Linked DNA regions of Mus musculus: all the other regions are linked to region 3. A link is a contact called in public Hi-C and HiChIP or PLAC-seq data. All regions are on one chromosome and are shown on one strand. Each heading gives the region's core, a stretch centred on a gene start, on an enhancer-like site or on the middle of the called end of the contact. The rest is flanking DNA. Distances are from core to core; before and after follow the strand shown. Region 1 has its middle 210 kb from the start of Kirrel3. Region 2 overlaps Kirrel3 (kirre like nephrin family adhesion molecule 3). Region 3 holds the start of Kirrel3 (kirre like nephrin family adhesion molecule 3).

Region 1 (3,671 bases), core at 1,049-3,548, 210 kb before region 3:
ATGTGCATACACAGAGAGAAGCATGCGCACATGCACACACACCAGACACTTCCCTCAAATTACTTTGATTTCAAATACTTACCTAGACTTAATCTACCCTTCCTAATACATGAACCATTTATCTTCACTTGGACTCTAAAAAAATTTTTAAGCTTATAAGATTTCAATGTTTGGCTCAATAGTATTCCTTAGGTAGCTCTCAACCTTCAGAACAAATCTTTCGTTTTAATATTGGGTCACTGGGAGCCTAGTGCCTTCCAACACTGTCATTTGTCTTTTCCAGCTTATTTTCTCACCGGCTGTAAATACATAGATTTGTGTTGGTGGTGGTGGTAGTGTTAGGAACTCTGTCAACAGAACTTGCCTATTCCTCTGCTATAGTCATAGGAAGAAAAAGTCACAGAGAATGTCAAAACCCAGAGATCACCCAAAGTGCAAAGCCTTTTGTAACTAGATTTCACAACATAAACCACTTTGAGAGGCTTCCAGAATGGCAGGCACGATAGTAAATCGACGATGCCATCTGCCAAATGGCCTGGAGAGGCTGAGAACCATCGGACTCATTAATTATTGATGACAATCAGAGTCAGTTTGACTTCATTATAGGCCAAGAAGAGGAAATCATTGAGGAGCTTGATCTTAATGGACCTAAGAGTAACAAGGAAGCTGTGGGGGTGAAAGAGTCCCGCTCCCCACCTCCTGTCTTCAATCTCTTTGAGAGCAATGTGACTAGAATGAGATGGGGTGTCTAAATAATTTAGGCAAAAGTCAATTGGTGGGAGGCCATGAATTCCAAACATGTCATGTGTCTGCAGGGGTCATGGTTCACCAGATAACTATACTCTCATCTCTTATAAGAATGTGGTTGTTTAACTAAAATGTTGCTTTCTGCTAGAATCTTTACCCTGGTTTTCTTCTCTCTTTTCAAGGGCTGATGTGAGACTTTGGAGGTGGAAAAGGAGGGACCTGAAGAGAATTGTTGAAGTTCTACATCCTTTCTTCAGCTCCCTGGCTCTTTATCTAGTCCTTAAGCACAGCCTCTGCTTGTCAATGACCCACTCCTTACATGAAGCATCTACTGGTCAGTGGCCCACTGCTTACATGTAGCCTCTGCTCCTCAATGCAAAGGCTTTAGGGAAGAAATTGAACAGAGTATCCAATCTGATTGGAACTGCAGGGGGCTTTCCATAGATGGGATGCAATTATTCCACTTGGACTGCAGCCAAAGCCAGCACTCCTGTGATGCTCTGGTTCCCTTGTATTTCTCTAGTGCCTTCTCTATGCCAGCACATTGCAGTCCCCTCCCTTGAGTGAGAAGAGTACCCTCTCTCCTGGCAACCTTTCTTTTAAACAATTTAACTTCAACTGAAGTACAATGAGCCTATGACAGCCCAAATGCCACACGGTGCCTATGGACCATGGCAAGCAAACCAGAGTTCGTAAGCTCCATCATCAAAAAATTCTGTTGATGTGAAAAAAAAATGTAGAGCAAAGACATAATTAATGGCAATAAGAAGCGAAGCAAGTCAAAAAGCCAGGGGGCTCCAGCTACAGTGTTCATTTTCAAGGAGGAGGGAAAAGTATGCACTGTATTCTTGACTATGAAGTAAATGAAATGAATCATTAATTCTTTTATTTTACTGTAGGACAGAGGCACATATTGAGGAATGGACTGGAAGAGGATTAGTATAGTTTGGTCAGCTATACTCAGTGTATGGGATGAGTCATTGAGTGGTAAGCTTGAGTCTTCAAAAACAAACCACAAGGCTGGGGAGGTGGCCCAGTCAATAAAATACTTCTGAGTCAGTACAAGAACCTGAATGTAGTCATCCACCCACTTTAAAAGCTGGGTACAGATGCACACATCTACAAACTCAGCACTGAGAGGCAGAGACAAAATGATACTATCTTGCAGGTCAGTCACTCAAGCTGAAAAGGCCCACATGGGATCCAGCGAGGATCCTGTTTCAAAGAATAAGATCGAGAATGACAAAGAAAGATACTGTTGCCAACCTCTAAGTGTTGGCCTCTGAGTCCTACATGCATGTACATGAATATGCATGCATACCTGTGTGGTTCCATGTTCTGCCTCTCTGCTGGCAATGTCTGGATGCCACTGATACACTGGCTCAGCAGGTAGTGGGCAAAATCTAGGATGGGAGAGCACACAGTCTCTTCAGGATGGGAAAACGTATATCTTCAGGTTGTCAGATGTTGCTGTGTGCCAGACCAAGGAGAGTGAGTCAGAGCCTGGGTGAATAGATTCCATAGGGCTCCAGTCCAACCCAGGAATGCTGGGAATGTGGGAGTGTTACAGCTCTTACAAAAGGAATAAAGAAGTTTGGGCAGTCAGCTTGAGGCAGGTCATTCAGTCCTGCAGCTGCAGCAGCAATGGTGATAGCATCAGCCAGCACTCTGATGTGAGCCTCTGTGGGCAACAGGAGCCTGGCCAGGCAAGCAGGTCCAAGATTCAACAATGAGTGCTTCAGGCAAGAGAGCCCTCCTCCAAGCCACTCTGAGACGCTCCTCAGTGAAATAACTTGTGCACTTTATTCCATGTGGACAGCGATTCTATGAACCTTGGGCAGTGGGATGGGATTTGGAGGGTAAATGCTTTCTATTGGCTGAGGTTCTGAGCAGGCACAGACGAAGCAGCTCCACTCCTTTGGACTCGAATCTCTGAGATTCCCAGGATTTGAGTATGCTCTACCTCACCAGTGCTCATGACTGTCTGGTGGCATGCCCACATGCCCTACACACCTATATATATACATACACGTACATGCACACATACAGAACACACACACAAGAATCCTTCTCCTCTCTGATCTCTATTTAATATGACTTTATTAACGCCATGCCACACAACTTGACCTCAGATGTGGATGTTTTGAACTTCTGAGCACTGTGCATCCCTTTGAGCTGAATGGCGGTTCCCTCTTACGGATTGGCATAGTCTCATGATCTTTCCTCATTAGGAGCTCTAAGCAATTAAATCACACACACACACACACACACACACACACACACACACACACACATCTCTCTTTAATTTTGAAGTATCCCGTGCAATCCACTCATGTTTGTTCTTTGAAATCATTATTTCAAATTTTAATGGACACAGAATTAATTGGACATTATTGTTAAATTTAATAAGAAGCAAACCAAATGGCAATAATGAGAAATCCTCATTAGAGCCCACTCTGCAGCCAGCGTGGTCCTCCAAATCTGACGGGAAAGAGCATACTGCCTTGCAGAGTGCTAGGAACATTGCTGTTTGCCTCTCTAATAGAATGTTTTTAATCCTTGTATTCAAGGTATTTGCTCATGGATGGCTATGCTTGATCCTTCAGCTAAGGCACGTGCTATTATTTTCTTGCCATGCATGATAAAAACACAGTTTCACATGCTTATTATGACTTCCCCAAGGTCACACTGACAGGTACGTGTTGCAGCCCTAGTGCTTTGTCCACTTCAAATTCTCCCAACTCCCCTCAACGGTAAGAACAAGAACTAAGAAATTACCAAGCATGGCAATACACACCTGTAATCAGTACATAGCGGCTGAGGCAGGAGGAGTATGAGCTTAAAGCAAGCCTACGCTACATAGTAAGTATATCTTACAGAAAAAAAAAGAGTAAAATGGACAGAATTATTTTACAGGTTAACTG
Region 2 (3,280 bases), core at 530-3,029, 230 kb after region 3:
AGTTCTTTGACCAGGGGGGCCTTAAAACTTCCCTGCAAACTCTTGGTTTCTGTTCTGCAGGGCTGTCCCTCCAACCCTGGGCCCAAACTTAAAAACATTTTCCTGGTATTTTCTGGCACTTGCAGTCAATACTGAGGAGGAAGTACCATACCAGAATGACTGAACTAAGAAATAAAGGGCACAATTCTGGCCCCCATGTTGCTGGAATGGCTTTTATTAGGTCCATACCTTAATAGTGGCAATCATTTATTCTGTACCTACTATGTGCCAGGAACATATCTATGCCTTTAATTCTTTTCAGTTAACATAAGCACTGCACTAGAGACTACATGTGCATTCTTCAGACGAGGAACTAAATAACTGAGGTTTCATGAAATGGGGAACCTTCATCAAAGGCCACCTATAGCTGTAGGTGAGCAAGTAAGTGGACATTGGAACCCAGCATGTGTGACATCAAAATGTGCATCACTCCCCTATCTCGCGCTGCTTGGTTTCTTCAAGTAGAACATGTGGCTAATCTGTGATCTCCAGTGTCCTTCCTCTGTGGCCCAGATAGATGAGGGTAAATCTGGAATCTTCCCAGCTCTGTCGGCCAGTCTGAACACTCTGACAATGTGATCCCTTAGTGATATCTCCTGTCCCTTCACAGACTGGTGTTAGGGCAGACTTTAAACCTTTCTTCTTGTGAAAATACCTGTTGGCTTTGGGGGGGGGGTGTACTTTTCTGTGGGGCTGAGGTAGGGAACTGGACAGAGTTCTTTGATAAACAAGTCACTTGAAGAGTGTTCTCAGTTCCCCTGAATCTGCTCTTGGAATATAATCAGGAGCCATCTGCTAACCTCCTCTCCCTTTGCATGCTCTTCCTGGCTCCCAGCAGCTGAGGGTCCCGTGATAAAAGCCACACAAATGAGGAGATACATTTTCCTTATTGGCACAGAGGAATAGGACAAGCTGAGCAAGGGTAGTTAGTGAAGTTTTGAAAAGGTGTGGGAGGACCCGAACCAAACATAAACACCAGCAATGTTCTAATTCAGCAGATAAGTTGTATCAGGAGAGAGTGAGCGCACCACATGCCTATCGTTGAGAAAGGATCCGGCTCTGAGAGAACAGTCAGAGTCTATAAATACCTCCATGCAAACAGTCTAAATGAAGGAAAAGAATTAATCTTTGCTCCAAAGCCTCAGGACAAGGTGCTGTCAACCTCAGCTTGGAGCAGAAGATGGAAGGCACAATAAAAGGAGTTCCAAGCCAGGAGCTGCCTGCGGCAGCAGGACAAACTCTGGAAAACACAGTGGCAACCACCCTCACTGAGGCTTGGAGACCAGAGGAGAGAGATTAAATGCAAATAGGAACAGGAGCCAAAATGGCCTGGGAAGGCTAGACAGAGGTCAAATAAGATCTAAAGAGTTCTTCCACCCAGGAGTCAATGACCTGAGGAGTAATTACTTGCTCTTGCAAATTGCTTGGTAAATACACTGAGTAAATCAAAGAGACCAGTTTCAGCAGCTTGCTGGCTAGGGACCAGTAGAGTAAAGGCCATAGATTCCGGACTAGATCTTGTGCAAGGCATTCTCTGTCAGTGAGATTTTCTCAGCCCACAGGATAGCACAGGTGCCCACTTTAATCCACAGTTCCTAACACAGAGAGAAGTTTCCCTTTTTGTTAAACTTCAGGCTGAGCCTGCCTAGGCTCCCAGCTCCCTTCCTCAGCCCTCTCTCCTGCCTCCTCAGGAGGTCCAATTCCTGTCCTTTCTGCCCCACCCTCCCCTCCAACAATATTAATGGCTGCTGCCTGAGTACTTGAGCGGAGCGAGGCCTCTCCTCCACAGAGCCTGTTTAGAGATGGCCCAAAAAGCCTGCTGGGAATAATTGTCGCTGTCGGCAAGCTCAAGAATTATTGATGAAGTAACCTTTTGGGGCCTGAGTCTGGGTTTTTGCAGATGCAACGGCAAGATTATTGTTTAAGTGGGGACTTGATCAGGCGGTGACCTAGAAAACATTTAGTTCTTTTATTACTTTCACAGCTTCCTGGGGTGAGCACGGCCTTTGACTAGGATGCTGGCCTCTGACTAGGTTGCTGGGCCTCTGACTAGGATGCTGGGCCTCTAACTAGGATGCTGGCCTCTGACTAGGATGCTGGCCTCTGACTAGGATGCTGGGCAGCTTATTGGAAAATAAAATAAAGGTGGTAGGGTGAGACTCGGTGACTCTGCACACTGCCAAAAAGCCAGGAAGCACCCAGGCAAAGCAAGAGAGACCCAAACTTTCCCTAGTTCCCCCAAACTAGATCCTGTTCAAAACAATACAGTTTGGGGAGAGGGGGAACATGCCATTTTTACCTTAATAGGCCATCCTTCCTAGGGCTTAAGGAACTATAACTGCTCCTAGAGAAGCTGTTAGTGAAGAACTGTATAGGGGCCTCTGTGCTAGGCATCGATCACTTGAAAGAATAGAAACTCACTTCAGATGGGGACATCTAGGCCTCAGGGTCAGGACAAAAGGTACCAGATGCTGCTGTTGTACAGAAGAGACTAGGATGCCTGTGATTTTCCAGTGAGGGGGATCCACGGAGAGTCTCACCTGCAAAGACAGACAGATCTGCAAAGAATGGTACACAGGAGTGTTGTAACTTCCTTTCAAAACACCCCACTCCTTCATCTGCTCCAGTGTGCCATGGGCTTGCTCTGCACCTGGCACAACAGACTTAAAGATTCCAGAGTGAACAAACCGCCTTTAGACTCACGGAGCTCAAGAGAGATGCACTCCAGGTCCCACCAGGTGCCCTGTAGCATACAAGGAGCCTATTCAAAGCCCCTTCTCTGTGAGCACAGCAGCATCTTCAGAGGATGCTGCTGCTTCATGATATCATGAGAACAAGCTCTTGAAGGATGAATAGAAGTTTCCTGGCTTGGGAGGAGCAAGCCAGGTAGTCACTATGAGCTGAAATGGCTTCCTCGGTTTTAGAGTGCCCAGTGTGAAAGAGTGTGAGTTGATCAGGCAAGCCTTGTGTTGGGGTCTTGCTACATGCTAGACCCTGAGCTGAGAGCTTAGCCACTATACTTTAATCCTTACACAGCTACCTCCTGTAAGGTGTAATCATTGTGTAACTTGTCACAGGCCAGAGCTCACCAGAACAGGAAGGTGAGGCCCAGAGGATATGGGAGGTAGCCAGCTTGTTCAAGGAAGGGCAAAGAAGTTAAAGAATTAGAATCCACTGTACCAGAGCTGACCGTCAGTTTTGAGGCCACTGGGATAAGCTCACTCACTTGACAGAGTCACAG
Region 3 (3,170 bases), core at 621-3,120:
TTTGAAGTGGGACTCAGACCTTTCATCTCCCTTAGTCCTGAATATTTAGTGAAAAACTGCTGCTGATGTTCAACACTATATATGCCAGATCCTCACCCTTCATATATCGCATATGCTACTTGGGATTAATACCCATCTTTTGCGTGTTTCTGATTTACCTCTTGTGCTTTATTGCATTATCTCTTCTATGCCAAGCTAATGGAGCAAGGCTATGCTAATGTTGCTTCTGTGCCTTGCAAATTTGGCTGATGGGGCTGCCTCTGCTATTCAACATCTTCACACACACACACACACACACACACACACACACACACACACACATGCTTATAGATTTCCCTTTGATATGTTTAACAGCCTCTAAGAGATGTAGTTAAACAAACTGTTATGATAAGAATGGAAAAGTCAAGAAAGCATACACCTACTAATTTATAGATCTTGAATGTCACTGCCAGGTGTCAGCTCCTACCAGTACACACTTATGCATACGTCCCTGCTTCTTTGTTGTTCATAAATTCTAAGAAACATTTTTTAACATCCATGTGGAAACTCAGAGTTGGAATGTGCCTTGCAGTCAGCAAAGCCCCATATCTGTAATACTGATGGAAGGGTAAGAGATCCCTAAAAGGACTCCCTAAGGTCCAAAGACTGCAGAAAGTAATGATTGATTTTGTAATTGAATGTTGAATGACGCACATTGAGAAAGCATCTTTCATTTTCCCCATCTCTCCCTTTAGTCCCTCTTCACCCACTCTCTATAACACTGCATATTTTTATGTGTTGCTTTGTAAGATACTTAGAGTTTGTGTCTTGTATGCACTCAACTTCCACTTTGGATCACAAGCTCCTGGAGGCATGGTCAATTTTACTTTCCCCCATGGCATGCCTAAATGTGTATCAAGTAAATAGACCTAGAAAAATTCATGTTGCTATCATGGAGGACATGGAGTTTGATTTGAGTGTGGATTTCATGACAGGTAAAAGACTTGCAGGTTTTTAAGAAATTGTTGCCTATGACCTTGGCCTCTCCTTGGCAATCAAACTCACAGCACCTTTTGGAGAAGAGGCATCCTTATAGTGATGGAGTGCTCATTAGAGGAGAGAGGCTCAAATGCAAAGACAGACTGCTGCCTGTCCTTGTTAGGGGAGACACAGACTGGGATAATAGTAATAAATAGGTATGTGTCACAAACCTGCCTGCGTTCGCTCTTAACTCCTGCATTTTGTTTTCTAGGAGCAGTGCAAGCAAACTAAGATCCAAACACCCAGGGCTTATCAATTCCAACCCCCTCCTCCACTCCTCTACCCCCCCCCACACACACACATACACACAAACCACCACCATCACCCCAGTCACCACATCACACACGCACACAACACACACACACACACACACACACACACACACACACACACACCAAGAAAGTCCCCCAAATGCAAAGCCTGCCCTGCTTGTGCTTATCTCAACTCCCTAGCCTTGGCTACACACACTGGCTAAGTCCCTGCTGGGGAAAGATGCACCCCTGACTACCTTTTAGCCCAGTTGCCAGTCCCTAGTGCAACAGCAAGGCAGGCACATTTTGATGCATGTGCACGAGTCTAATCATCGGTAACTTCACTCCCGTTTAACAACATTACATCGTGTGAACAGAAAGTCACAGCTCCGCTCGGTGCTCACTATACGTTCTGGTCAATAATGGTAACAAAAGCAGAGTATCCCCCTGTTTAGGGAAAAGAAGAAAAGCACAGCCTTTCTGCAACCCTCCCGTTTTGCAAAGCGTTCCCCTTTCCAAGTGTTTCCTCTTTAATTATGACCTGTTTCCCCTCCCTCTTCCCCCCGCCCCAGCTTCTGTGAAAGGAGCCCTTCTGTCACTCGTCACTCGCTTGCTCGCTCGCCCGCTCGCTAGCTCGTTCGCTCGCTGTGGGAGGAGCCCGCCAGAGGAAGCCGTGTGCCTGGGATGCCAAGAACCAGAGAATGGATCTGCTCCGAGTGGGCACATTGCTAAGGATCCCGGCTTCCCGAGGCGACTGAAAACAAGCATTTGGTTTCGGCTGCCTGCAGATACCCGGAGACACAACGAGACCTAAGCGGACCAGAGGAGGGACAGACCGACTGACAGATAGATGGTCGGCGCGAACCCTGGAGGACCGGCGGCGGAGGCTGAGCACCGCGAGCCCAGCCGCCGCGCTTGAAGAGAAACTAACTGCACACCCAAGTTGCCCGCCGGCTGCCCGCGCGCTGAGGAATGAGACCTTTCCAGCTGGATTTGCTCTTCCTCTGCTTCTTCCTCTTCAGTCAAGGTAGGAACCCGGCGCGCCGGAGTTGGAGCAAAGTCGGCGGCGGCGGCGGCGGCGGCAGCGGAGGGCGCGGGTGGCTGAGGGCTGAGGGCTGAGAGCTGGGAGGTGGACAGGCTCGGGAACTCGTACTAGCTGAGGGTCTTGGTGCCGGCCCATTGGCAGTTAAGTAGCATTGCTTCTTTGCATTTGCAAATGCTACAAAATGGAACTGTGGGTTTCCCTTCGGAAGGAAGGGGCTGGGAGAACAGGGGAGGCTGCACTTTCTCGTCTTTCTTGTCCACGTCCAACTCCAACTCTCCGATGCATGTAAGTTCTTTATGCACCCGGTATATTAATTAGGTAACATCCGTGTGGCTAGGCCATTCGGAACTTCTGGGTGCCTGCTCGCCTTTCTAGCCAGGTTGGAAAAGGGGAGCCTGGCGTAGGTGGAGATTTCAGTTTCAGTAAGGTCTAACTTGCCCGGGTGTGTTTAAAGCAAATGTGCGAGGTCTGCACAGTTGCAGAAAGGGATGCGATTAGGGAAGGTTCTGAGGCGGGTATTTACAGTGGCTGGGGAAAAGAACGCTTGTAAAGAGTTACATTGAATGTCACCCATTTCCCTGAGCAAGGCTGAATTCTGAATCCTACCAAGCACTGGATTAGGTGTATGAAATGGAATTTCGCCCCTGGTGCCGATTGCTTCCTTTCTGCAATCCTAGCAGGTGGACTCTCCAGAAAGAACTTTGCTACCTCTGGGATCCTTGCCACTGAGAGTCATGGGGTGGGTCATGGTGGAGGGAGGACTAAGCACGCGCCTACTTAGCTAAAGGCATCAACAGTCACCTGTGGAATTAAGACTGAAAGAGCCAAGTCAACCCATTCCGTCCCACTCTTTT

Evidence for each region. A called contact is a pair of places that touch in the nucleus more often than the background predicts. HiChIP or PLAC-seq counts read pairs in DNA pulled down with a chosen protein or histone mark.
Region 1: a Hi-C map of the C2C12 cell line shows a contact between it and region 3, with 3 times the contacts expected there. The contact joins the enhancer-like site here to the promoter of Kirrel3 in region 3. A contact is called at or near these places in 3 of 39 promoter capture datasets (the 3T3-L1 cell line, cranial neural crest and hippocampal neurons), 4 of 484 Hi-C or Micro-C datasets (the C2C12 cell line and pancreatic cancer cells), 3 of 115 datasets of contacts at active chromatin or transcription factors (astrocytes, neural progenitor cells and pancreatic cancer cells) and 1 of 9 other capture datasets (embryonic stem cells).
Region 2: a contact with region 3 is called in an H3K4me3 HiChIP or PLAC-seq map of neural tube, with 6 times the contacts expected there. The contact joins the enhancer-like site here to the promoter of Kirrel3 in region 3. A contact is called at or near these places in 5 of 39 promoter capture datasets (embryonic stem cells, hippocampal neurons, liver and 1 more), 1 of 484 Hi-C or Micro-C datasets (uterus), 10 of 115 datasets of contacts at active chromatin or transcription factors (astrocytes, embryonic basal ganglia, embryonic forebrain and 7 more) and 2 of 9 other capture datasets (adipose tissue and pancreatic islet).

The regions. Positions count from the first base shown.
Region 1 is chr9:34,277,768-34,281,438 of GRCm38.p6, forward strand. No RefSeq gene overlaps it. Among named protein-coding and RNA genes, the nearest start is that of Kirrel3, 210 kb to the right of the region's middle. Within about 2 kb of position 2,299, at least 97 of the 459 cell types and tissues checked have an H3K27ac peak or open chromatin away from gene starts, as enhancers often do. A contact at or near this core is called in the C2C12 cell line, astrocytes and pancreatic cancer cells, where this site is marked.
Region 2 is chr9:34,720,587-34,723,866 of GRCm38.p6, forward strand. The region is part of intron 1 of Kirrel3 (kirre like nephrin family adhesion molecule 3); the gene reads left to right. Among named protein-coding and RNA genes, the nearest start is that of Gm33561, 130 kb to the right of the region's middle. Within about 2 kb of position 1,780, at least 26 of the 459 cell types and tissues checked have an H3K27ac peak or open chromatin away from gene starts, as enhancers often do. A contact at or near this core is called in neural tube and pancreatic islet, where this site is marked.
Region 3 is chr9:34,486,861-34,490,030 of GRCm38.p6, forward strand. It overlaps Kirrel3 (kirre like nephrin family adhesion molecule 3), which reads left to right and starts at 1,871. Exons shown (of 17, transcript NM_001190911.1): 1 at 1,871-2,298. The coding sequence starts at 2,244.